5 separate regions of the Mus musculus genome follow, and regions 2, 3, 4 and 5 are each linked to region 1. Evidence: chromatin contacts called from public Hi-C and promoter capture Hi-C data. All regions are on one chromosome and are shown on one strand. The core of a region is the stretch at or near the end of the contact, and the rest is flanking DNA. Distances in the headings are between cores, read along the strand shown.

What was found. Promoter capture Hi-C pulls out the DNA fragments that hold promoters and counts their contacts. Hi-C and Micro-C count contacts between places; a contact is called where the count stands out from the background. Capture Hi-C pulls out chosen DNA fragments and counts their contacts.
Region 2: a Hi-C map of B cells shows a contact between it and region 1, with 5 read pairs. The contact joins the promoter of Rps13 here to the promoter of Coq7 in region 1. A contact is called at or near these places in 1 of 484 Hi-C or Micro-C datasets (B cells), 1 of 115 datasets of contacts at active chromatin or transcription factors (astrocytes) and 1 of 9 other capture datasets (liver).
Region 3: a promoter capture Hi-C map of pre-B cells shows a contact between it and region 1, with 7 times the contacts expected there. The contact joins the promoter of Pik3c2a here to the promoter of Coq7 in region 1. A contact is called at or near these places in 3 of 39 promoter capture datasets (cranial neural crest, hippocampal neurons and pre-B cells), 1 of 484 Hi-C or Micro-C datasets (CD4 T cells), 1 of 115 datasets of contacts at active chromatin or transcription factors (astrocytes) and 1 of 9 other capture datasets (adipose tissue).
Region 4: a contact with region 1 is called in a promoter capture Hi-C map of pre-B cells, with 9 times the contacts expected there. The contact joins the promoter of Nucb2 here to the promoter of Coq7 in region 1. A contact is called at or near these places in 2 of 39 promoter capture datasets (cranial neural crest and pre-B cells) and 2 of 115 datasets of contacts at active chromatin or transcription factors (astrocytes and large pre-B cells).
Region 5: a promoter capture Hi-C map of adipose tissue shows a contact between it and region 1, with 3 times the contacts expected there. The contact joins the promoter of Uqcrc2 here to the promoter of Coq7 in region 1. A contact is called at or near these places in 1 of 484 Hi-C or Micro-C datasets (CD4 T cells) and 2 of 9 other capture datasets (adipose tissue and liver).

What each region holds. Positions count from the first base shown.
Region 1 is chr7:118,531,728-118,536,604 of GRCm38.p6, reverse strand. It overlaps Coq7 (demethyl-Q 7), which reads left to right and starts at 3,249. Exons shown (of 6, transcript NM_009940.3): 1 at 3,249-3,426. The coding sequence starts at 3,354. It overlaps Tmc7 (transmembrane channel-like gene family 7), which reads left to right. Exons shown (of 16, transcript NM_172476.4): 16 at 1-761.
Region 2 is chr7:116,331,252-116,335,494 of GRCm38.p6, reverse strand. Rps13 (ribosomal protein S13) reads left to right here and starts at 1,305. Exons shown (of 6, transcript NM_026533.3): 1 at 1,305-1,410; 2 at 1,547-1,595; 3 at 1,721-1,799; 4 at 2,397-2,566; 5 at 3,016-3,116; 6 at 3,912-3,988. The coding sequence starts at 1,388. The coding sequence ends at 3,945. It overlaps Snord14a (small nucleolar RNA, C/D box 14A), which reads left to right and starts at 2,238; the gene lies at 2,238-2,324. Gm10589 (a long non-coding RNA gene) reads right to left here and starts at 1,326. Exons shown (of 2, transcript XR_869889.2): 1 at 1,213-1,326.
Region 3 is chr7:116,441,204-116,446,051 of GRCm38.p6, reverse strand. Pik3c2a (phosphatidylinositol-4-phosphate 3-kinase catalytic subunit type 2 alpha) reads left to right here and starts at 2,594. Exons shown (of 33, transcript NM_011083.2): 1 at 2,594-2,748.
Region 4 is chr7:116,501,613-116,506,580 of GRCm38.p6, reverse strand. It overlaps Nucb2 (nucleobindin 2), which reads right to left and starts at 2,212. Exons shown (of 14, transcript NM_001130479.2): 1 at 2,097-2,212.
Region 5 is chr7:120,633,667-120,638,028 of GRCm38.p6, reverse strand. It overlaps Uqcrc2 (ubiquinol cytochrome c reductase core protein 2), which reads right to left and starts at 2,840. Exons shown (of 14, transcript NM_025899.2): 1 at 2,707-2,840; 2 at 284-367; 3 at 32-181. The coding sequence starts at 2,739.

The DNA.
Region 1 (4,877 bases), core at 2,000-4,499:
CATGAGGCTGTTAACCTGGGATATTTTTGTTCCTGTGGGAACATGTGCTTTGTAACATTTTCTTGTATTTTAAGATCTATGAGTTTTAAAGCCTAACAACAGGAGTTTTGAATAAACCAAAGTTTACTCCATTCTCATTCTACAAATCCTGGTTGCTGGCATTTTTGCCTAGTGCCTTCATGAAGCATTCTTGTCCTCACTGTGGCCCTGAGGATAATCTGCTGTCCTATGTTTGTAGGAATGGTAGATAAAATAAACAACATATTTTCTTTATTATAAAACAGATAACAAAATATGCCAATTGGTATGTTGGTTTTAGTTAGTGCTGCTAATGTGTGCACCTCCTACTTGAATATTTTAATAACTTGGAATAACCAGGCAATGTCTGTATAGCTTTAAAGTGCGGCTCTCTAACGGGTGTGTGTTAAACTCCTGATTCCGTGTCTTGAAAGTTTTAGAGTATGGTTGTCCTCAAACCCACAGACGCTCTTCATCACTGGTTAAGTGATGAAGAGAACTGCAATACTCAGTAAAGTTGCTCTTTGTCACTGCAGTTAGAGGAAGTAGCATTTTGACATCGATGGATGTGTTAGATGAGTCTTGTCTCCTCTTGGCTATTAAGAAGCCAAAGAAAAGCAGGTTTGTGTGTTTTGAACGTCAAAGACAATATCTTAAGCATTTTATATCTTGCTACCATTGAAAGCCACTGTTTGTATTTATTTTAATATTCTATAAATATATAATAAATATTGAAAGTAGCTATATATGTGTTGGGTGCGTGTTGTGAATACATATTTTTTAATTTCTCCTTAATAACATCTTGATGTTCTCTCCAAGTAGCTCCCTTTTGTAATGGCCATCTAGCCTTCCACAGTGGTAACACACATTTCCAGTAACTATGCAGTCACTGGTGGGTACTTGAAGTAGGTATTGTCATTCTTCCCCCATAGGAACACTGGGAAATTGAACTTTAAAAGCCTTTGCAAACATTTTCACTTCCCGTCTGCTACTATAGGCTCCGGTTCTGTTTTTCTTTCTCCCTTCTCTTTCCCCTTCCTCTCTTTTCTATTCTCTCTCCCCTCTGTCTGTCTGTCTGCCTGTCTGTCTATCTGTCTGTTTCTCTCTCTCCTTCTTTCTCTCTCTCTCCCTCTCTATTTCTTTCTGGCAGAGCAGACCTGCAGGTTCTCGCAGCCACGAAATGTTCTCATCTCAGTGAAGGAGAATCCAGTTAGACAGGTCTTTACTTTGCATTAACTGTTAAGTTGGCAAATCAGACCTCACAGCCAAAAATCTGATGGCAGCTAGCCACTATGCTCTAAGTATTTGCGAACAGAAGAATTCATTTTTTCCTGGGTGGTACAAGATCTGACCGTGTGAGAACTTCTGAACACATCTTTACTCTGTAGAGTGAGGCTTTACCAGAAACCTGTCCAGAGCATGAGAGGTACTTGAAACATGGGACATGCTCTTTGCTGTGTGACTGTGAACAAATTCCTTCACCTTCAGAGACAGTTCCCTTACACTTAAAATACAAAACTAAGACAAACTTGCTTTTATATTTCAGAATTTGATTATGGAATCACATATTCTTCGTTGTCTTTTGAAAATATGAAAGTGCTTACTATAAAGTATGAGAACATTGAAAACCACAGAGAAAAATCAAAATTACACATAAGCACACAAGTTTTTTTTAAAGAGGCACCAAAGGCCAGCCTGGATGACACAGCAAGTTGAAAGTCATCTGGATACAGGGTGAAATTCTTGTCTCATAACCAGAGTGGGGGAAGGGGAAGAGGGAGGAGGAAGGGAAAGAGAGAGAGAAAGAGAAAAAGAGAGAGGAGAGAGAAGGGAGAAGAAAGCAAGCAAGCACAAATGGAGGGAAGAAAGAAAATGTAGTAGTCTCATATTTTCCACTTAAATGTTCTATTTTATCCAAAGTTCTTTCAAAGTTCATTGTTCTAACACCCCTGGAAGCTCCAGAGGCCAAAGCAGCCATTTCACCAGTTTAAGGCAAGCCTGAGTGACATAATCAGATCTGAACTCGTCATTACATCCATTTCAGGGAGCTGCTAACTGTGCTCATGAGTCATAGTTTGTTAGCATTCTCTTGATGGTAACCTTTTTAAAAAACATGTATTTGTCTGTGTGTCACATGTGCAGAGAGTCCGGAGGAGAGTGCTGGGTCACTTGGAACTGGAGTTACAGGCCGTTGTTAGCTTCCTGCTGTGGCTTCTGGGAATCAAACCCAGGTCCTCTACAGGAGCAAGAAGTGTTCTCAACTTCTGAGCTCTCTCTAGCTCCAATTTTTTAACACTTCCAAAAATTTCCAGTAATAACTAGGACATACACCTCAACATTCTTTTATCTCTTTAGGACAGATCTAGAAGTGGAATGCACGGGAAAGGTTCTGAACATTTGAAGGCTTTGAGAGCCAGATTTAGGTTGAGTATTCCACAGGAATATTTAAGTACCCTCACTGCCGCTAAGGCCCAGTACTTGGGCTCGTCTTAATTTTAAGTTACTGTAGTATACTAATTGAACACTATAATTATATAGAATGGGTTAGTAGTTTCATTTATTTTACAGTAGCTATGAATCAAATACCCGCCCCCCTCCCGCCAAGGGTGCAAACTCTAGTTTTCCTAAAGCCACAGTCTCTAGTGGTCCTATAATAGGCACTGATTATCCTTGCAGGTATGGTTTTTCCCCTTATATACTTATCTGACTTGAAAATTTATTTCTATTGGCTAGATCCTAGCTGTCATATTAATGGATATGCACTTTAAAATGTTTAATGTATGTTACTAAATTTTCCTTCCCTCAACACACAGCTATGTTCATCACTAATGTGCACTAGGCCATGAATAATCCAGTAAAGGATGAACAATGAAGCAAATCTCAATATAAAAATTGAGAAGGAACGGAAAGTAACGGGAAACAAACTGGGAAACCCACAATTACACCGAAAACTGGCATGTTTTACCAGGTAATTGCTGACTTTCAGGTGTAAATCGGCTCTTAATAGAGAAAAATAATCTCCATAACGTGGAGGAAACAACAGTGACCTGCGGGTCGCCTTTCCAAGACAGGGAGAAACCCTAACCTAAAATGCCTCTCCAGGGCAGCTCTGCATCAACCCTAAGAGCCGACCGGGCGCCTTCACGACGTTACAATGATCGACAGGGGGAAGACCCAATAGAGTACGTGAATCGGTCATTTCTAACCAATCGGGTGTAATCCAGGGCCTAGGGGCGTTTCCTCTGGCTCTCGGTCCGCGGCATCTATGCGTCATCACCCTGAGTCGAGAGCACGATTGGCGGGGCGTTTGGACCATAGCTGCATTGTCCGCAGCGATGAGCGCCGCCGGAGCCATAGCGGCTGCTTCCGTGGGACGCCTGCGCACTGGTGTCCGGAGGCCCTTCTCAGGTACCGGCCGTTCGGGGTCGTGGTTCGGCGCGGGGCTCTTCGCCGGTGACTATTTGCAGTGGAGGTCACGGATGTCACGGGGAGGACGTCTATACGTCACAAGCGCGCGACATGGGGGTGGGGTTTGTAGTACGTCTAGTTGATTGATAGGAACGGGTGAACTTCTGCAGGATGCCCTGCCGGGGAACAAGTGATTACCAGCCTGTGATGTGACGTCAGTGCAAGTGTGGAACTTGAGTGTCCTGCAGTGTCCCTCCGGTCTCCACTCGGGACTTTCTCAAGCAAAGTAGCCTTCCGACGACAGCATCAATCTGTTATAAATGCAGATTTTCGGGTCCCCCTCATTATCCACTGGATTGATAGGTTTTAGAGTTTTAAAAAGTGTGTGTGTGTGTGTGTGTGTGTGTGTGTGTGCGCGCGCGCGCGCGCGTGCGTGCGCACAATAATTAAATTCTAGAGAGGCCAGAATTGGGGTTTGAATCTGCAACTAGAGTAACAGGCAGTTTGTGAATCCCTATATATGGGTGCTGGGAGCCCAACTCAAGTCATTTGCAAGTGCAGTACACATTCTTAACTGCTGAGCCTTCTTTTGAGCCGTAGAGTCTCTGTTTTTATCAAGCCTCTCATGGGACTGTTTGTATTGCAAAATATGGTAAGCTTTGAATTTGGAATGGAGAGAGGTAGGTTTGGATTCAGGTCTGATTCATCCGAGCTGCCCCAGAAAATCGTGGTCATTTTCTCGAAACTAAATCTTCAAGCATTAGATTTCTATTTTGCCTGAAGGCAATATTGTTTGGAGGTTTGAGATGTGTTTTTGTTTAACTACAACTTATTAAGTAATTTAATTGAAACTACATCCTTTTGGTAAATAATAAGCCAGAATTGTCTGCCCCCAAATGGATGAGTAATCACACACACACACACACCACCACCACCACCACCAATACCATGAGAACAGCTATGAAACTTCATTAGATATTGTTGTGTGTGCCTTCCAAGGCTTGAGTCCAAGGTTGTTTTTCTTTCTGGAAGAGAAGAGTGCTTAGCAAGTGTTTGGATATTTTTCAAGACATGCCAGTTATAGAGATGTTTTCCTTGGTGATAAATGGATCAGAAGAGACTTTTTAAGAGCCTCTTAGTATGTAATTTATGTGTCCATAAGCCACTTAAAATCTTCTCATTTGCCACTTAAAATCTCCCAGATACCATGGCTGGAACAGCACTCTTGAGAGCTTCTAGCTCTGCGATTCAGCTTTATTTTAAAGTGTGTAACAAGGCAGTCAGGTCTCAGGGATGTGAATTTTAAGGTTCCTTGCTAACCCAGTGAACAGGTTAACAATAAGAATCACTTGTTTTCATTTATGAAGTAACTTAGTTTCCTTTGTTTCATATACCCTCATGATAATAATAATTAAAAAAAAACCTTAAGTGTGTGTCTCCTTAAAAAAATA
Region 2 (4,243 bases), core at 56-2,555, 2.2 Mb after region 1:
ATAAATAAATCAATAAATCAATCTTTAACACACACAATTTAGAGGGATTTACAAAGAGACCACTAACCACTAGGCAGACAATGGATTGTATACATAATGGGACACCACTTAAGCTGCCTGAGAGATGATGGATAGGATTGGGGTACCCGTGGAAACAATGAAGTATTTGATACGTTTCTGTGGTGAGATGTGTTGGAGTGACTCGTGGAAATGAGAAAGACTATTGAACCCTAAATTTGTATTCGGACAAATGTGTTAGAGTGAAATGAAGTATTCTTGCTTAGGGATTGCGAATTGAAGCCAAGCTTGATGTTCGGATCACATATCTGGGCTAAAAGTGTGAATCTGGTTAATTAATCAAATACAACTTTGCCAGGAAATAAATACAAATTTGGTTCAAGTTCCCAATGTTTTGGAAAACGTAATTCAACTAGTAATGGGTTAAAAGAACGCAGCTGGGCATGATGGCTCAAACCTTTCATCATCATTTCAGCATTTTTTTAAGAGACAGAGGCAGAAAGACTTAACGTGTGTTTGAAGCAAGCCTGGTCTACAAGGCGAGTTCCTGAACAACCAAAACTACATTGAGGGACCCGGTCTCAAACACAACAAAAAAGAAAACTGGATCAGTATTTCAGTACTGTTTCAAACCTCTCACGCTTCACTTGTCAACAGGGTCTTGTAGATCTGAGTTTCTTGGGTCCATGTCTTTGTTGTTTTTTGTTGCATTTACAATAAATTGTTATATTCACCCATTCTTCGAACGCTCTGTGGTGAACCGGACTAGGACATCCTTAAAAGACCAACTCCCGGGGTAGTCCCTTTCCCCCTCATCTTCTCGAAGCTTCTTTCCTCGTTCCCAACTCTTCTCCGACGGGGGTGAGCGGTTCTGCGCTCCGACCTGTGTAGAAAAGGCGCGCAGACAGGAGGACAGACCCGGGCGGGGCTCGGAAGCCTAGAATTAACGATCTAGAGAGAAGCGCCGGCTGCACCTAGGCTTTGCGATCATCCCACACCGCACGAGTTCGGGGCTGCAGAGGGAGCCCTGAGAAACCCGCAGCTTATCCAAATCCTTCAGCCCAGGACTCGAGCACGCCCTAGGTCCCCTCAGATGCGACTTCCGAAGAGATGTTAGAGACAGACTTGCTGCTCTGGCTAAGAGCAAGACTAGAGACAAGAGTTCAAGGCGTAGCAACCCAGCCATACACTTACCGCCTCGCCGCCATGCCTTCTGGGACGCGTAGTCTCCCGGGCTCCGGTGGCCACACTATGTAGCCCCGCCCCCGCGCGAGAGCAAACGTCGGTGAGTGGCGTCACTTCCTGTGCGGCTTGATTTCCTGTGCCGTTTCCTACCTCGTTCTCTCTTTGCTGCCAGACCTCCGCCATCATGGGTCGCATGCACGCTCCCGGGTGAGCCCGCGGCGCCGACCTTGGTTGCGGGGCTGGGGCGCGGGGCTGAGAGAGGAGGATGCGGGCTGCGGGTGAAGGGACAGTGGGGCTGCTTGGGGCGCGGGCCGCCGCTTTACTTCCTATCTTCTGTTTTCAGGAAGGGCCTGTCCCAGTCGGCGCTGCCCTACCGCCGTAGCGTCCCCACGGTGAGTAGAGGCTGAGGGTTGGAGGGCGGCGTGGGAAGCGATCGGTGCGCGGGAGGATGGGACCCGAAGTGGAAGGTTGCCGCCGTGCTCTCTCATCCTAAGGCCGATTTCTCTTCCATCTGTAGTGGCTGAAGTTGACGTCTGACGACGTGAAGGAACAGATTTACAAATTGGCCAAGAAAGGCCTGACTCCCTCCCAGATAGGTGAGTGTTGATGTAATCTCTTCCTTCTGCTCTCGAGAAACAAATGTGTCTAGTCCGTATGTTAAAAAGGTTCCTCCTGCTTCCACAGCGGAGCAAGGGCTGTCTGGGATTGAGTCACATCTAACTGAATTGATTCTAAGCTGCTCTGACTTTGTACAAATGGGAAATAACTCGTTTCTGGTAGCTTGGCTTCTGAGTCTGGGAATAACTGCTCATCGGAGGAAAATATCCTCTTTAGGATATAAAAAGTTCGCTAGAAATATGCAGAAAAAATCATGTGAAATGGGCTCAGCTGATCTGAAGTAATTTGAGGTTTAAAAGCAATAACATGCAGTTTTAAAGATAGGTACAAATAAATGTTGGGCTGCTTTTAAGTTAATACTAAATATAAAGGTAGAAGTCACATTGTTTCCTCTGGTCAGATGTATTCTGGCAAGCTCACAGTGATGATGGTGTTCCAACATTCGCAGTTTCCACCAGAAGGACTTTCCATGTTGGGTTGACCTTCCTTGGATGTCTGAGTGAGCTGGAAATTTGGAGTTTGGCTGTTAGGGTTTTATCGCATGTGTGTGTGCTTGAGTGTGTTTCTCTTTTCAGGTGTAATCCTGAGGGACTCACACGGGGTGGCCCAGGTCCGTTTTGTGACTGGAAATAAAATCTTGAGAATCCTCAAGTCCAAAGGCCTTGCCCCTGACCTCCCCGAGGATCTCTACCATTTGATTAAGAAAGCTGTTGCTGTCCGAAAGCACCTTGAGAGGAACAGAAAGGTAAGGCGGACAACAAACCAGGTGTTGTGTCGAGACACTTGCGCTGCGGATCTTCAGAGGGGAGAACGCACTTGAGTCCTCTCAGGTGGTTCTGGGTGCTGGCTAATAGTCAACATGATAGTTTCCTAGAAATAGGTGGTTTGATTTTTAGCTCCCCTAAACTATTACATCCAGTTGGTCCCAGGTGCTGGGGCTTTTGTGTAGGTTTGTGGCTATGGGCCTTATTCTAGGAGTTTAAATTGCCTCTGTGGATTTGGTGATGCATGCCCTTAATTGTTGGAGTTTGAGACCAGCCTGGTCTAACACATTGTAAGACAACCAACTTATTCTGTATAATAATAAGATACCCTGCCTCCTTAAAAAAATTGCCCTAAGAACTTAACCTAACCATAGAAGCTATTTAGTTTCTTTACTTGTTGGTGGTTTTCTTAAATCTCTTTTATTTCTAGGATAAGGATGCTAAATTCCGCCTGATTCTGATAGAGAGCAGAATTCACCGATTGGCTCGATACTATAAGACTAAGCGGGTGCTCCCACCTAATTGGAAATAGTAAGTATATGGTTTTTGGTTGGCAAATCAGCTAGATGGTAAATAATGAATAGTGGTAGGCATTTTGCCTTTTTGGCTAAGTGTCAGTTCATCTCTGTCATAGTAGTGGGGAAGCTTGCATGGATGATATATAATCACATGACAGTGTTCTCTTGAAATGTTACCTAAGCCAGGCATGGTGGCGCACGCCTTCAATCCCAGCACTCAGGAGGCAGAGGCAGGCAGATTTCTGAGTTCAAGGCTAGCCTAGTCTACAAAGTGAGTTCCAGGACAGCCAAGGCTACACAGAGAAACCCTGTCTCGAAAAACCAAAAGAAAAAGAAAGGAAGGAAGAAATGTTACCTAGAGGCAAGCAGGTCTCTGCATTTGAGGCTGGCCTAGTCTACACAGTTACTTCCAGGACAGCCAGAACTGGTTGGTTTATGATGCTTGGGGGGGGGGGGGGTCCTTCTAAAGGTAAGAAGAGGGTCATAGTTGATAGATGCTGATTAAACTATGAATGAAATCCCCCCCTTTTGTTTGTTTCATGACTTGTTCGCTATGATAAGCATACAGACATTGACTGTTTATGGCAGATAGGTTGATCTTTCCACCATTTGGCCACTTAGATTTGGCCTTAGACGTCTGGCTGAGAATGAGCCTGTCCATCCTCATGCTTAAACTTAGGGCTTAGTTTGATGCATTGTATGCAATTGGGTATTGTAGCGGTTTGGGGATAGCTCCAGTCACCAAGAGAGTTGATGGGTCCTGAAGTCCGGTACTAATCCCAGTTTCTCTCTCTTTTTTTCCCCCCAGTGAGTCATCCACAGCCTCTGCTCTAGTGGCATAAATGCTGTTGTGTGCACAAGCAATAAAATCACTTTGAGTAACTTGGTGTTTTGTGGTTCTTTCTGCGTGGCTGCTGCATGTGTTTGGGAGTGTTTGGCATCTGTTTAGTGGGTGGTTTCCCTGGCCACTTAAACTACTAGTCCAGCTGGTACAAAGGTTGGTGGGTTGTTACTATCAACATGTAGGAGAACTGTAAGACACTAGGAAGTTGTGAAAGTTTGAGTTCTCTTGTATTCAGTGTTTAAAATGTGTGAGGTGTTAATGAGTATAGCATTGTTGACTGAGTGGATTCTGTCTTC
Region 3 (4,848 bases), core at 1,345-3,844, 2.1 Mb after region 1:
CTGGGATTATAGGTGTGGGTCACTGTGCTACTCAGAGACTCCATATACATGCAAAGGATTTATTTGGTCAACTTGGTGATCTACTTGCCTTTGCTGAGTGCTGGACTTCCAGGGGTGCACAACCATGCCTAGTTATTGATGGCCTTTTAAAGCTCTCCTGTTAAAATTTAAGGGCAGTGAGAGGGTTAAAAAGGTTGGGCTAAGTAGTAAGATCTGGGTTTGGACTCTTTTTTTTTTTTTTTGGTTTTTCGAGACAGGGTTTCTCTGTGTAGCTCTGGCTGTCCTGGAACTCACTTTGTAGACCAGGCTGGCCTCGAACTCAGAAATCTGCCTGCCTCTGCCTCCCGAGTGCTGGGATTAAAGGCGTGCATCACCCTGGACTTTTATTTAATAGCTGGGTGGCCTTTGGAAAATTGCTTTTCTCTCTGGTCCTCAAAGTGCTCAAGTATAAATCAAGGACATAATGGCCCCTTTTCATTCAGGTTGTGGGTGGGATTCAGTAATGCAATTCAAAGAACAGGGTCTGGTTTCAGGAAATGCTCCATAAATGTCAGCCATTCTTTTTATATATGGTAAAAGAGAAAGGGTCCCTATTTCGTACTTGGTACTGGAAGAAGTTTGGGGGTATTGGCTATGCCATGAAGTTCTCTGTGGGAAGTTATGGTTGGAGCAGTTTAAATGTAATGCAACCCCTTAATTCTTTTTTTTTTTTTTCCTTTTTACTATCAAGTCTTAAAATTGAAGCCAGTAGGAGAAAGTAGCTGTTAGCTAGTGTCTAATCGGTCTCAAAGGACAGCAAGCATGGTTTGCACTTTCTTTACAAGTCTGTTCACATTGTTTAACAACCATCGGCAGGCACCACTGCCAGGCAGAGGAGGGGCTGAGAGGGGGCTCCTAGCCCAGCTTCTTGACACCTAACAATTTGCAATTGGAAGCTACCTAAGTCTTCAGCTTCTCAGTCTACTGCACTTCCTACCTGTGGGGCCATACAAAAGCCACAATAAATGAGAAAGCCAGAATTTCAACAAGGATTTGTTTGAGTCAAACCAGGGAGGGCATAAGCTACCAGGGACCAAAAGAAGATAGTTCCCTTTCTCGATCAGAGAGATGAGAGAGAGAGAGAGAGAGAGAGAGAGAGAGAGAGAGAGAGAGAGAGAGAGAGAACACCAAGTTATCTTCCCATAAGACTCAGTGTTTTCTTTTCTTTCCTAAAGGCACACTCTGTTTTCCAGCAGAAGGTAGGAAGCCAGTCCTGAGAGAATTCCTTTTCCTCACCCTTTTAAATCTTGAGGAAGAGCTGCCAAGTGTATAAATTCCTCCTTTGATGAGAAGATAAAGCAGAACAATGCTGTAGAGCTGAGCAGATTCCTAAGGGACATTCTTCTGGGGTGTGTAAGCTTGCGTGGAGGTGGGGCTAGTAGACAGCTAGGGGCTGGGAGGGAGGGTGGTACAGCCAGAAGTTGCTCCTAGACTTCTCCCTAGAATAGCCTTTCCTTTTGCTTTCAGCTAGTGCTGGAGACTAAACCTACTTAGGTGCACTACCACTGAGCTAGGTTTGTTTGTTTGTTTTTGGAGACAGGTCCTGAACTGCTGAGCTTTAGAGTAATCTCCTGTCTTAGCTTCAGCTTGGACTACAGGAAGATGCCACATTCTCATATTCCCTTCCCTGCCCTCCTTCCCTGCCCCCTTCTCCCGCTTCCCCTTAAAGCAGAACTTCATCCAGCCTCTAGAAGTGCAAGCGTGTTTATTTAAACCAAAAGGATCAGAGGTCTCTCCTCCCTTACTAAAGGAAAGGGGGAAATGCTGGGAATACACTTCGAAATCCCAAAACCCAAGCAGACTCTGCCAGTTTACGTTGCCATTCCTCTCCTCCGACAGTTACCGACAGTCGTCTTTTGCAATCTGTAAAACGGGAATAATTCTCCCATCTGCTTCACAGTTTTGAATCAGACAACAGAGCGCTAAACTCTTTACAAGCCCAATTGCAGTCCGCGCTCACGAGAAAGGTATGATTACTATGGGGCCTGGGTGTGATGTCTGGCCGAGCGCTGTTATTACCGGGCTAACCTTGCCCACCTGGCCGCGGCGGGGCTGTCAGCAAACACCAAGGCGAGAACGCCGCACGCACGCATCCAGCCCTTTCCAGGGCCCACACGACGAGCTAATGCAAACTTCGAAGCACCTGAACGTCCGCGAGAGCTCGCCGACCGCTGGAGGGAATGAAAGATTTCGTCTTGACTGTTCTTTTCTGTCTTCCAAACCAAGCTAATCTCTGGGCGGCCTGGGGCCAAAACCTCAAACCAGGCAACCGCAAGCCAGAGATCAGAGGCGCGCGGTGCTGGGACAGGGCCCGGGAACAAAGGGCGCTTCGGAGCTCGAGGCCGGCCAGGAGGAGTCCCGGGGTAGCCTCCCCGAGAGGCCCCCGGCCGGCCGCGCCTAAGACACCCATTCCCCGGGGCAACCACACTCCATCCCGCAACCTCCCCGCTGCTGCCTTTCAGGCTCCGCCTGCGCCCCGCCCGCCATCTCAGGTAGGCCATCCGCGTCGGCCAATCGCAAGGCGCTCAAGTACGGGGGCGGTGCTTGCACCATCGGAAGTGACGTGCAGAGCTCGGCTGGCCGCGGAGTCAGTCGAAGCTCTCCTCAGCGGCCGGCTGAGCCAGCTGAGGCGGGAGAAAAACATGGCTCGGACCTTGGAGGGCGCGAAGGCTCGGGTTGCGGTGAAGACCAAGACTCCCGCAGCGTGAGGTGAGGGGCTGCCGGTGCGTGCGGAGCGGGACCTGGCTCTGCGCAGCCGCCGAGGGACTCAGAGGGGAGGGACCCGGCCGCCGTGCCCCTTGGTCACTCCATCCTCTCTGACTCCTTCCTCGGGGCCCCGTCCCCCACCCGACGGTCGCCAGCGCCCCGCGCCAGGCCCCTTTGTCGCGGGCCGCCGGACGCTGCTGTCCCTCGGGGGGCGGGGGAGGGGAAGCCACCCCACGGTCCCCCGGGACAGCGAGGGAGCCGCGGTGGCGGTCCCAGGCTCCTGTCCCGACTGTTCTGGAGAGTGGCTGTTGAACTTCTGCTATGGCCTCTTCCTTCTCCTCTCCCAGCTCGGTTTTTAGAGCCTCGGGTGGTTCTTTTTCTTCTGAGACCCTTCACCTCGTTACCTTAAAACAAAAATCCAGAAACTGCTTGCTTTGGGAACGCAATGATATTTGTGTATATTTAGTGCATCATCTTTCTGCTAGGGCATTAAAGTAAGAATATTTAACTCTTCCTGCGTGACTGAGGAACAAGGAATAATTGAAGAGGAGGGGAGTGTATACGGTAGTTCTTTCACCGTGTTGTCCTGATAGAAGGTGAAGTCCTAATTAGTATATTTTTATTTTAGCCAGTGGGTGTTTGAATTCAGTGACACGAAGGAAGCATCCCTGTTTGAACAAGATTACTTCTTAAAAAGTATCCCTAAATCTTTCCAGGTAGGTGTCAGGAAGAATACTGCCTTCGGGGCGGGGGGCGGGGGGGGGGGGAGATCACTGAATGTGGTACATCTCAAGCCAAGGACAGAAAATAAAAGGCTATTCTTAGGGGGTTGGTGAAGTAGTGTTCGGGAAGAGAGGCTGCGCAGAGGTCCTGGAACACTGGTTCCAGGGAAGACTTTGTACTCTTGCCTCCCTGATGGTTCTTTCTCCACGAGAAACTGTTAAGTAGCTCTGCTGTAATTGGAGTTGGTTATTCAAGGTTACAGACCACGCTGAAGTGCCTTGGTTGAAATTTTCAAGTTTTTGAAACTGCCTGCAAGTTTGGCATTCAGTGTTTTGAATACTGAAAAGCATTGTAACTGAGAGAGAGATATTTGTTAACTCAAACTTAGTTTCAAAGTGATTTTTAACATAGATACATAATAAATACAGCACCTCCACAGATTCCCATGGGTGCTGGCGGAATTCATATTGAAAGCAGTTTGTCTTGTAAAAACCTCCGTTGTCTTGGGCATGGTGGTGCACCCTATAATTGCAATGCTTGTCTGCACTGCAGAGCTCTGGTAGGAGAGTCACATTTAAGGTCCGCCTAGTCTACCTAGTGAGACACTGTCTCTAAAAATGATAATAATAATAAAGGAAGCAAAGCTGGGTTATGATTGGTGTGCATGTTGCTTGCAGTCTAACTTGCAAACATTATACTTTAGTGGTCTCAATCTTTTTTCATTTTTATAGAGCATAAAGGTTGACTTGTTTGCTTTCAGGATTTTAGAAACAACTTTCTGTAATTAGCTGTGTAAGTGTATAATTCTTTGTTGCATCTATTTAGAGCTCCAAATTTTCCATTCAGTTTTATGTTGCTATGTACATTTCTGTGCCCAAGAGTAAATCTGGCATATTGTTTGGAATGTAATAAGTTCGGCACATTCAGTGCATTTCTACCTAAAGACAGGCTGTTTCTAAGAGCTCAGAGTTTGCCTCACAGCATCACATCAACCCTTCAGATCAGGAGAGGTACAAAGCACTTTCTTAAATGCTTTAACCACATACCTGTAGAGATGAGCCTGAGCTACAGAAGACTAGCTCCAAAAACAAAAAGCAAAACAGCAAAAGTTCTGTGAGCTGGGGGTATAGCTAAGGAAACTTGTCTAACCACAGGTTTGATTCTCAGTACTTTCAGAATGAAGTTGTAACTTACCTTGCTTTATTTAATAAGACAACTTAATCTGTTTTACTAATTGATCATATTTCCAAGACAGGCAAATACTGAAGATATTTTAGTGTGCTAAATTTACAGAATTTGATGATTTGTTTAATCTGGACACACACACCCTACCCTCCCAGTACTAGGGATTAAACCTAGGGCCTAAGCAAGGACTCTACC
Region 4 (4,968 bases), core at 963-3,462, 2.0 Mb after region 1:
TTCCAACTCCCAAATACTCAAGAAATATTTTGCAGACACCAGTCACTAAAAGTGTCCTTAGGAAGTAGGCCACAAGTTTAACATACATTATTGTACTGCTGTCTGCAGTGACACACACAACATATCCTAAAACAAAGACACCAGAACTAACGCCCATAATCAATAACTACTGATTTGAAAAGTGTCCCAATTGCCTTCTTATGATTACATTTCACTTTGTATTTAGTGAACACAAACGAACCTGGCAAAAGTCATGTCAACATCTGTAATGCCAGCACTCAGAAGGCTTAAACTGAAAGGTGGAGACAGAGGATCCATAGAGATCCTTGGCCAGATACTCTGCCAAATAGGTGAGTTCCAGGTCTCAAAACATAAGGTGGGAAGTAATTGAAGACATCTGAAATGGGCCTCTAGCCTATACACACACACACACACACACACACACACACACACACACACAGTATGAAATGAACAGTAAGTACCTTAGGGAACAGAGGAGAGTAAATGCGACAGGGGCTCCACCACAGAGCAGTGGGTAAATGAAAATAGCCTAAGAACAGCATCTGTAAACCCACAAGGAGGCAGAGAGGAATTGTTACAATGTATTTATGGATGTTTTAAAGGACACCTTGCAGAAGCTGGTGCCCCCTTCTACCCTATGGGTCACTGGGACCAAACTCAGAGGGAGATCAGGCTTGGCTGCGGGCGCCTTTATCCACCGAGTCATCTAGATGGCTCTTGGAAATGAATTTTTGACCCACATCAGACAAACCTAATGATGGAGAGTCCTGTGCTCACCTAATAACTAGAGTGATACTATCTGAGATTTCATTTGTAATCCTAAATTTCCATTATTTTAATGTGCAACCCTGTTAATTGTGTTAACCAAGGAACATGTGTTGGAACATGGACCATTATTTGTTGAATTTGAGTTTTATAGAACCATAACACAGCTTATGTGAGGGAAAACTCCTGATACAATTTCTAAGATAAAATAATCTGAGCATTACTCAAGTCCAGTTTCTTAACAAAACCAGCCAGGGAAGACCTTAAGAAGCAATTTAAATAGCCAAAGGCTCCCTGGTCCAAATGCCTGGTAGAATACTATCACCTCTTGACAATTCTTTGGGACAATCATCTCAACATTTTAAGCTTTCCTGTAGGGAAATCCCAAAATTAACTGTAACTCACTATAACAAATATTTTCATTTAAGCCCCGTATCCTCCTGCCTCAGGCTCCCCTAACAGCTGATATTGTGTGAGTCACCACTTTCCTGCCTTTTGTCAAAATCAGGATGATTGGGGAGGGGGATAAAATGTATATTATTTATCCACAGTTTCTTAAATAAGAAACTTAGATGATAGCACTCGGCATTCAATTGTGTAAAAGGTACATTAACCCGTGTAAAAGGTATAAATTATCAGAACAAGGGTTCCTGTTCATTTTCATTCTCTTCCCCTCCACCCCTTTCTGATTTTGCAAAATAACTGTCTGGTAAGACTGCTGTCTGTATCAACCACAATAACCACACCAGCCCACGGAGGTAACATTCAGCAGGTGCAACAAGAAAGTAACATCTTTCTCTTCCCCCTAAATCAAAATGTATCCTCTTTCACCTAATTTGTCACTTTGGGGCAAACGATACTACAGCTGGCAGGAACTTTCTCCTTAGTGGCAGATGCTGGTTTCACATACCCCGGGGAAGAGCTGTGTTCCTGGGCCTAGCTTTGCTCCACAACTGGAGGGGGGCGGGGGGGCGCGGAGCATCAGCCGGGAATCGATAGGTCCAGAGACCTCACCAGTGGGCGAGCCCCTCGCCCACGTACCCCGCCCCAGTCTGGGTCCAGCACCTACTCTGCCTGCTCGTGCTACCCACCCGGAAGAAAAGCTCAAGCGCTCTGTAGCTAGAAGAGTGGTGGAGTGGACCCGACGCCTCCGGCTTCAGCTGGGAGACCCTCCCCAACCTTGCCCGCCCAGAACTCGGCCCTCCATGCCCACAACCATGGGCAGGGCAAGAACAGACCTGCGCCCTCTCTTCTGTGACCCGTCCAGCCTCCTCGAGGCTGGGATCTACACCCTGCTCCGCGCCACTGACCTTCTCTGCAGGGTCCCGGCGCGCGAGGCTAAGCCGACTGATGCCCGCCGCGAGCACACCAGTTTTCCCTGCCCACGGCCCTCCGCCTTGCTCTGATCCACAGCCTAATGCGTGCCCGCCTCCTGGTTGCCATGGTGACTGCCTCCTCCCCCCACAGCCGCTAATTGGTCCAGCTCCGGATCGCGGAGGACTCCTATTGGTGAACTGGTCCAGGGACGCGCCTACGCGAAGGCGCTTCTGGAAGAACTAGCCAAGAGGGACGTGGCGCTCTCCGAAGCGTGAGGAAGCCGCGCCTCTTCCTTCCCTTGCTGTCTTAGACTAGCTCTTAGTGCATGGCTTAGTAGGGTGAAGTGATGCCCGGGGATCCCCCACAAAATCTTAGGGTTTGCCAGGTTCTTGGTCTCTGGCATGAGCCTGCAGCGCCCACAGTGGTGGAGAAAAAAGTGGTAGCCCTCTTGTGAGTCTTGGAGAGCCTCTTTCCTGCAGGGACTCAGACTGGTATTTAACGTACCCCCACCCTCCTTATCGTGGTCCCTGAGTCCCTGTGACTTAATAGCATTTACCTCTCAGATACAGATTTTTCTTCTCTCTGCCCCGTGGAGTCAAGACATCTTCAACACATTTAACATTAACAACATTTTAACCGTGGGGCATTTTGTACGTGCTTGGAGGGTAGAAAAGCTTTAGAGCCTTGGAGCTGGTTTTGAAGCGTGAGTGCCAGTTACTCGCACCTGACTGATTTTTAGGGTGTTTTGTTTTGTTTTGTTTTGTTTTGTTTTGTTTTTCAACCCAAAGAAAAAGGTCCTAGGTTGTGTACTGACTGGCTGGTCTCCTTGCTGCAACGAAAAATACTAAGAAAAGCAGTTAAAGAAGGAAGAGGGGTTTGGTTTGGTTTGGTTTGGTTTGGTTTGGTTTGGTTTGGTTTGGTTTGGTTTTGGGGTTTTGCTTGTTTGTTTTGCTCACAGTTTAAGGGTGTGCTTCAGTACAGCAGTAGAAGAAGCTTGAGGCAGCTGGCACAAGGTATCAGGAAGCAGAGAGAGACACACGAATGCTGGCACTTAGCACTCTCGCTCGCTCGCTCTCTGTCTCATTCTCTCTATCTCTAGTTGGTTGAATCTACAAACGAAGAACCCACAGATCCAGGGGAGGGTAGACTGCAATGGAAACCACTGTTAGCAAGACACAACGTGGGTTAATGGCTGTGTGCACCATTAGAGATCAGACTTCTCTCTTGCAACACTCAACTTTTCTAACCCATCCTAAAGAAGGTATCAGAGCACTATGCTTCCATTTCCTTGTGTATAAAATGGGGTCAGTAACAGCCACACACACACACACACACACACACACACACACACACACACACTTACAGTCTATAAAAAAGAGTCAGTCACATTGTACTAACTCGGCCATTCTTGGGATGGTGACTAAACCAAAACCTCAGCCTCTAGATTTTAACTCTTATCCACACCTCTCGTCCACTTACTTTGAATAATATCCCAAAGCTAAGCTCCTTTTGTGTTTTAGAATGTTGTCCATTTTTTGTTTTGTGGCTCTGCTTCCACTGAGGGATTGAGAGCAGAGACATATGTTTAAAAAAAAATGAACAAGTTGAATGTAATGACACTTGAAGAGGATAAAAGATTATGTTATAGGCACACTAAATTTCAACTTGAGAGATATTACCTACATCCTAAGAATCGTTAGTAATCCTGTAATATTTGAGTTGATATTCCACCCCAGCACTGTGGGAATTGCTAGACTCACTAGGCACGGTGGTCCCCACGCCTTCAGGATTAGCATATGGTAGATGGAAACAAAAGAATCGGGAATTCCAGGCCAGCCTGAGCTCTGTAAGAACCTGCCTTATGAAACAAAAACAAGATACTAGACTATTAACTTATTAAAGCCAGGAACTGCCTTGAACATTTCCATTACCTATTAACCTATCACAAGGACAAATACCATGTGAATGGGGCACAAAAACTGGGCATAGATTTTCTAAGGGCAAACCTTAGAAACCCTGGTGCTGATCTGTCTGTATGATTCATAGAAATCTGATGCAGATCAGTAAAACCTGGCAAACGAGAAGGTGGAATTCATCCAATGATGTAATTAAAGGAAGAAGACAGCGAACAGGAGTATGGTGACTGAGGTGACGACACCTTTCTGGGGTGAAGGGCATGGGGAAGACAAGAAAAACAGGCTGAACAATAAGTAAACAGCAATTTCCTGGATTAGAAGACAGCGGAGCACAGCACTTCAGAAGGCCATGAGGATAAAAGCCTGGAGTAGTGGCTCTTAATCCAAGCACTTGGGAGACTGAAGCAGAAGAATCAACTTTAAGTTTGAGGTCAGTCCAGGGAACAGTGTGAGATTCTGACTCCAATTCTCCCACCAAACAGCACTAAATAAAAGCAAAGAAGAACAGTTCTTACAGGAAAAAATGATAAAAATAGCATCAAGGGCGAGGAATGTAGTCAGTGGTAGACAGCATCCCTTCTGTACTCAAGGCCCTGGTCCAGCCTTCAGTACTAAAAGGGGGGAGGGAGGGAGGGAGGGAGGGAGGGAGGGAGGGAGGGAGGGAGGGAGGGAGGGAGAGAAAGAAGGAAGGGAGAAAGAAGGAGACATATCATGAACCCCATCATATGTAGAGACATATGTAAGAAAATGAACAGAGCCGGGCGTGGTGGTGCACACCTTTAATCCCAGCACTCAGGAGGCAGAGGCAGGCAGATTTCTGAGTTCAAGGCCAGCCTGGTCTACAAAGTGAGATCCAGGACAGTCAGGGCTATACAGAGAAACCTGTCTCGAAAAACCTAAATAAATAGAAAAAAAGAAAAAGAAAATGAACAGGTTGAACATAATGACA
Region 5 (4,362 bases), core at 1,591-4,090, 2.1 Mb before region 1:
TTCCAAACACTACGGAAATAAAGACACTTACCAAACTAGATGCAAGACGTAGTAAATGTGAGGTTCCCAAGTTGTTGGAGTCCTCATATCTACTGCCTGCTTTAACGAACAAGCCGATTCTTGACAGAGGAGCATAGTTTTCCAGAGAAGCAATCACCAAACCATTTGGTAATTTGGTAAACTGTAGTTAAGATAGAATGGAGATGTGACCAATGCCTGTCTTTAATCAAGGAGTTTAAGTAAATTGGATGTGGGTTCCATCGAGCTGCTCAGTGGGACTAACCTCAAGATCCTGAGGCTGCAGAGGCACTCCTCCAGGGGCTGCTGAAGTTTTAACCTTCGGGGCAACTTTGAGGGAATAAAATCTCTAAAAAACAAAACAAAACAAAAGAAACAAAATAGTAACAAAAGCCCCCAAAGTCAGGTTATGTGTGCTCATAGGAAGAGTCCATTACATGTAAAAGGAAGGCATCAGCACTCCCACTCAACACAGTGGTTTCAGGTAACTCTCTACCCTCATGGGACGTTCTGACAAGTAACTCCTTCATAAGTTTCTTAGTCATTCGCTCTACCCAAGCCATTTTTTCCCCTGTAGATAGCTTTTCTTTTCTTTTCTCCCCTCCCTTTTTGAAAAAAAAGTTTGCACCATAGCCCAGGATGACCTTAAGCTCAGGATTCCTCTGGGACTAAGGTTTATACCACATGCCTGGCCTGAAGCATTCTTAAACCTGTGCTGATTTGTGATTTATACAGAATAATGAGTTCTCTATGAGCTTGGAAAAATACCTATTTTGTTGCTTTTAATTATTTTATTAAAATGTCAAGCGTTCCTTCTAGTAGTGATGATTTCAAAGTTTCTGGACAGTTGGATTGTTAACACTTCATAACAGATTTCAGCATTCCTGTTTCCTCCATTTGTCAGTCTTTCATTTATTTTTACTAAAATCACCTTCATCTCCTTGGTCACTTTAAGGATCGTTTCCCAGTGCCCTTAATGTCTGCACTACAGTTTCACCCTTTCAGGTGCTGTACTAGGCATATTCAACCAAGAAAGGGTCTTAGCTTTATTGAACAAATATCTACACAATCCTAAAATCAACAACAAATTCTCAGCATAATATGTAATAACTTGGATGATGGATCTAAATGCACTGACTTTACACACACATATACACACACACACATACACACACACACACATTATACACAATGGTATAAAGCTATTAAGATATTCCAATTATGTCTAGGGTTCACAGGATTACTAATGGACATGCAAGCAAATACACTTTCATGATGCTAAGATCCACTAAACATGTTGTCAAGTGTACCTGTAAAGTTCTATAATGCTCCTACTCGGCACTGCCCAGACTGCTGTATGCTGAACACTCAGTCAGTGCTGGGCTAATCTGGCTGCTGGTTTTCACCTGTTCATGGAATTACTACTTTATCCCTTCAGTCCTGCTTGTAAATTATGAATATAATTAACTGTGTCATTTTCATTTTAGTTTGCTGGATAAGGTATATGCAGCCACTTGTGATTTTTAGCTGTGAATTTTTAGCTGTGCCCAAGATGTAATTCCTGTAACATCCAAGTGTAACAGTCCACATATGAATAATCCACACTTCCACTTCTGTGCTTTTGGGTAGTGAAGTTTAAAATCTCCTGCTTCTTTTGGGTTCCTTTCAGGAAAGACTTAGATACAATTTCTACTTTGTTTTAATAACACATGGAAAGTCCTGCTCTCTAAGGACTGCTAGCAATTGGTCTGTCTAGGCACAAGGAATACAACTGCAGCCTAAATTTGTACAACACATATATGTAAGTATAAAGCACAAGGAAACACTATGCCCAGGCCTGGTGTATCACTGTCTAGTCGTCTCTCAACACAGACACTCCTGGCATTTCCGCGTTGTAACTGTGCTGTAGGGGCTGCTGTTGTATGGTTGGATGTCTAGCTGCACCGCTGACCTCTAGATGCTAGAAGCACTCTCTCAACAGGTGGTTACGAATAAAAAGCTCCGCATGTGACCGGCTAGTAGGGGCAAATTAGCCCTTGTTGAAGTTTAAATGCTCCCATTCTCATCTCTTGAAAACCACGATTCCAGCGTGATAACGTGCTGACACACATGAGGTACTCCTCTCCTCACCGCAAGTGACAACTACATATTTTAGGGCTAGTCTTGAAGAAAGATCAAGAGCCCCTCCTGGAGGAAGCCTTTAAATGGGACCCCGAGAAAACGAGCATCTTAAGGAATGCGGGGACTGAGTACTGACAGGAACGAAGGTGCCGGCACTGAGATAAGCAGCGCACCGCGTTTGTGAATTTAATAAACTCGCACGCATTGGGGAAACCGACGCCTCGGGATCAACCCAGGGGCAGAGGTCGTAGGTAGGGGAAGCAGGCGGCCCGGGTGGCGTTGGCCTACACCCTACCTGCTTCTCGAGTGACCTTCAGGAATCTCCCGAGAGCCGCTTCTCCGCCACTCTCCAGGCCACCCTCCTCTTCCGCTTTCCCCGCGTTAGCTCTCGGCTGCTCACAGGACCCGCCGAGCCTCCCAGGCCTCGGCTCGCTGGCAGCCCCCTTCTCCGCGGGGTTTACCTGAAGGGCAGACCCAGGCCTGAGGCCAAGGCCGCACACTCCGCACCCAGCTCCTGAGTGGCCGACAAGCGTCCCCAGCCCTGCCCCACGCACGTCCCATGCTCACCGAGAAGGACCCGGCCCTGCTGAGGAGCTTCATGGCTCTAGCAGTTGCCCTTTCCCACGGTCACCGCTGCAGACAGCAAAGCAAGATGGGGTCGGAGGACCGAGTTTCCCGGTGTGCACTGCGAGCTTGCCCACGCCCCCTTGTACCGGCGGCCCTCTACGCATGCAGTGCTCTACTGCTCCGGTAGGCGGGACGAGCCCAGCTCCTGGGGAGAGGCTAGAGGTCTCCCGGACTAGATTGCAGCTTTTGTAGGTTATCCTTTCTGAGTTCTTTTTCTGCAAAAGACATGCAGCCTGTAATCCCAGCTGCGTCTGCAGCCGTCACAGTCACCCCAGCCGTCTTGGGCCTGCCCGTGAGTCCTCGCAAGTCCGGGAGTCGTCGGCACTCCCTGTTCCTCGGAGGTCGTCCCTCGCCACTTTTACTGTAGTCTTCCCGGTACCGCGAACTTGGTGACCGAGTTCACAGAAACTGGCAGGACGAATGTCTCGTCGAACAGATCGACACACTTGTAGGTCTCCTTGCCGCAAGGAGATCGTCACCAGCAAGGACTCAATCTCGTGAAATTTTCTCGCGCAAATTTGCGCGTGTGTGTATAATCAGGGACTTAATATAGTCTTCTATTGTACTTAAAAATGTTTAACTGTTGGTGATACAGACATATGGCACAAATCATTCGTGTGTTACACTATGATTGAGACTAATTCGGGAACCACTGCTTTCATGAAGCCGCATAGCTGCTTAAAAATGTTTTTGGTTACTTTTATTTTTTTTACAGTCCAGTCGTTGCCAGATTCCCGGTCCGCCCCTCCCACAGTTCCTCATCCCATTCCTCCTACCCCTTCTCTAAGAGGATGCCCCCGCCAGGCCTCAGTACTCCCTGGGGCCTCGTTTCTCAAGTTAGGTGCCTCTTCTCCCACTGAGGCCAGACCAGGTAGTCCTCTGCTGTATATATGTTGGGACCTCGGACTAGCTCATGTATGCTGCCTGGTTGGTGGCTCTGTGTCTGAGAGAACTCAGGGGTTCAGGTTAATTGAGACTGTTGTTGGTCTTGCTATGGGGTTGCCCTCCTCCTCCTCAGCTTCTTCCAGTCTTTCCCCTAATTCAACCGCAGGGGTCTCCGACTTCAGTCTAATGGTTGGGTGTAACTATCTGCTTCTGTCTCAGTCAGCTGCTTGTTGGGCCTCTCTGAGGGTAGTGTCAGTCCTTGGAGCCTCCCCTTGAGCTGGATCCAAATTTGGGCCTGCCACTGAACCTCTTTTCCTTCAGTCTGTTCTCCATTTTTGTCCCTGCAGTTCTTTTAGACAGGGACGATCTGGGTCAGAGTTTTTGATTGTGGGATGGCAACCCCATCCCTCCACTTGATGTCCTGCTTTTCTACTGGAGGTGGACTCTATAAGTTCCCTTTCCCCACTGTTGGGCATTTCATTTAAGGTCCCTCCCTTTGAGTTCTGAGAGTCTTTCACTTCCCAGGTCTCTGAGGGTCCCCCCATCTGAGGGGGGTGGTTTCTATTCTTTTCTGCTGGCTCTCAGAGCTTCACTCCTGATTCTCCCTTACCCCAATACCTGATCATGTTCCCCTTTTCCTCTCCCTGTCCCCTCTCCCACCCAGGTCCCTCCTTCTGCCCACCCCCTCCTAATGCTTTCTACCCCTCCCCC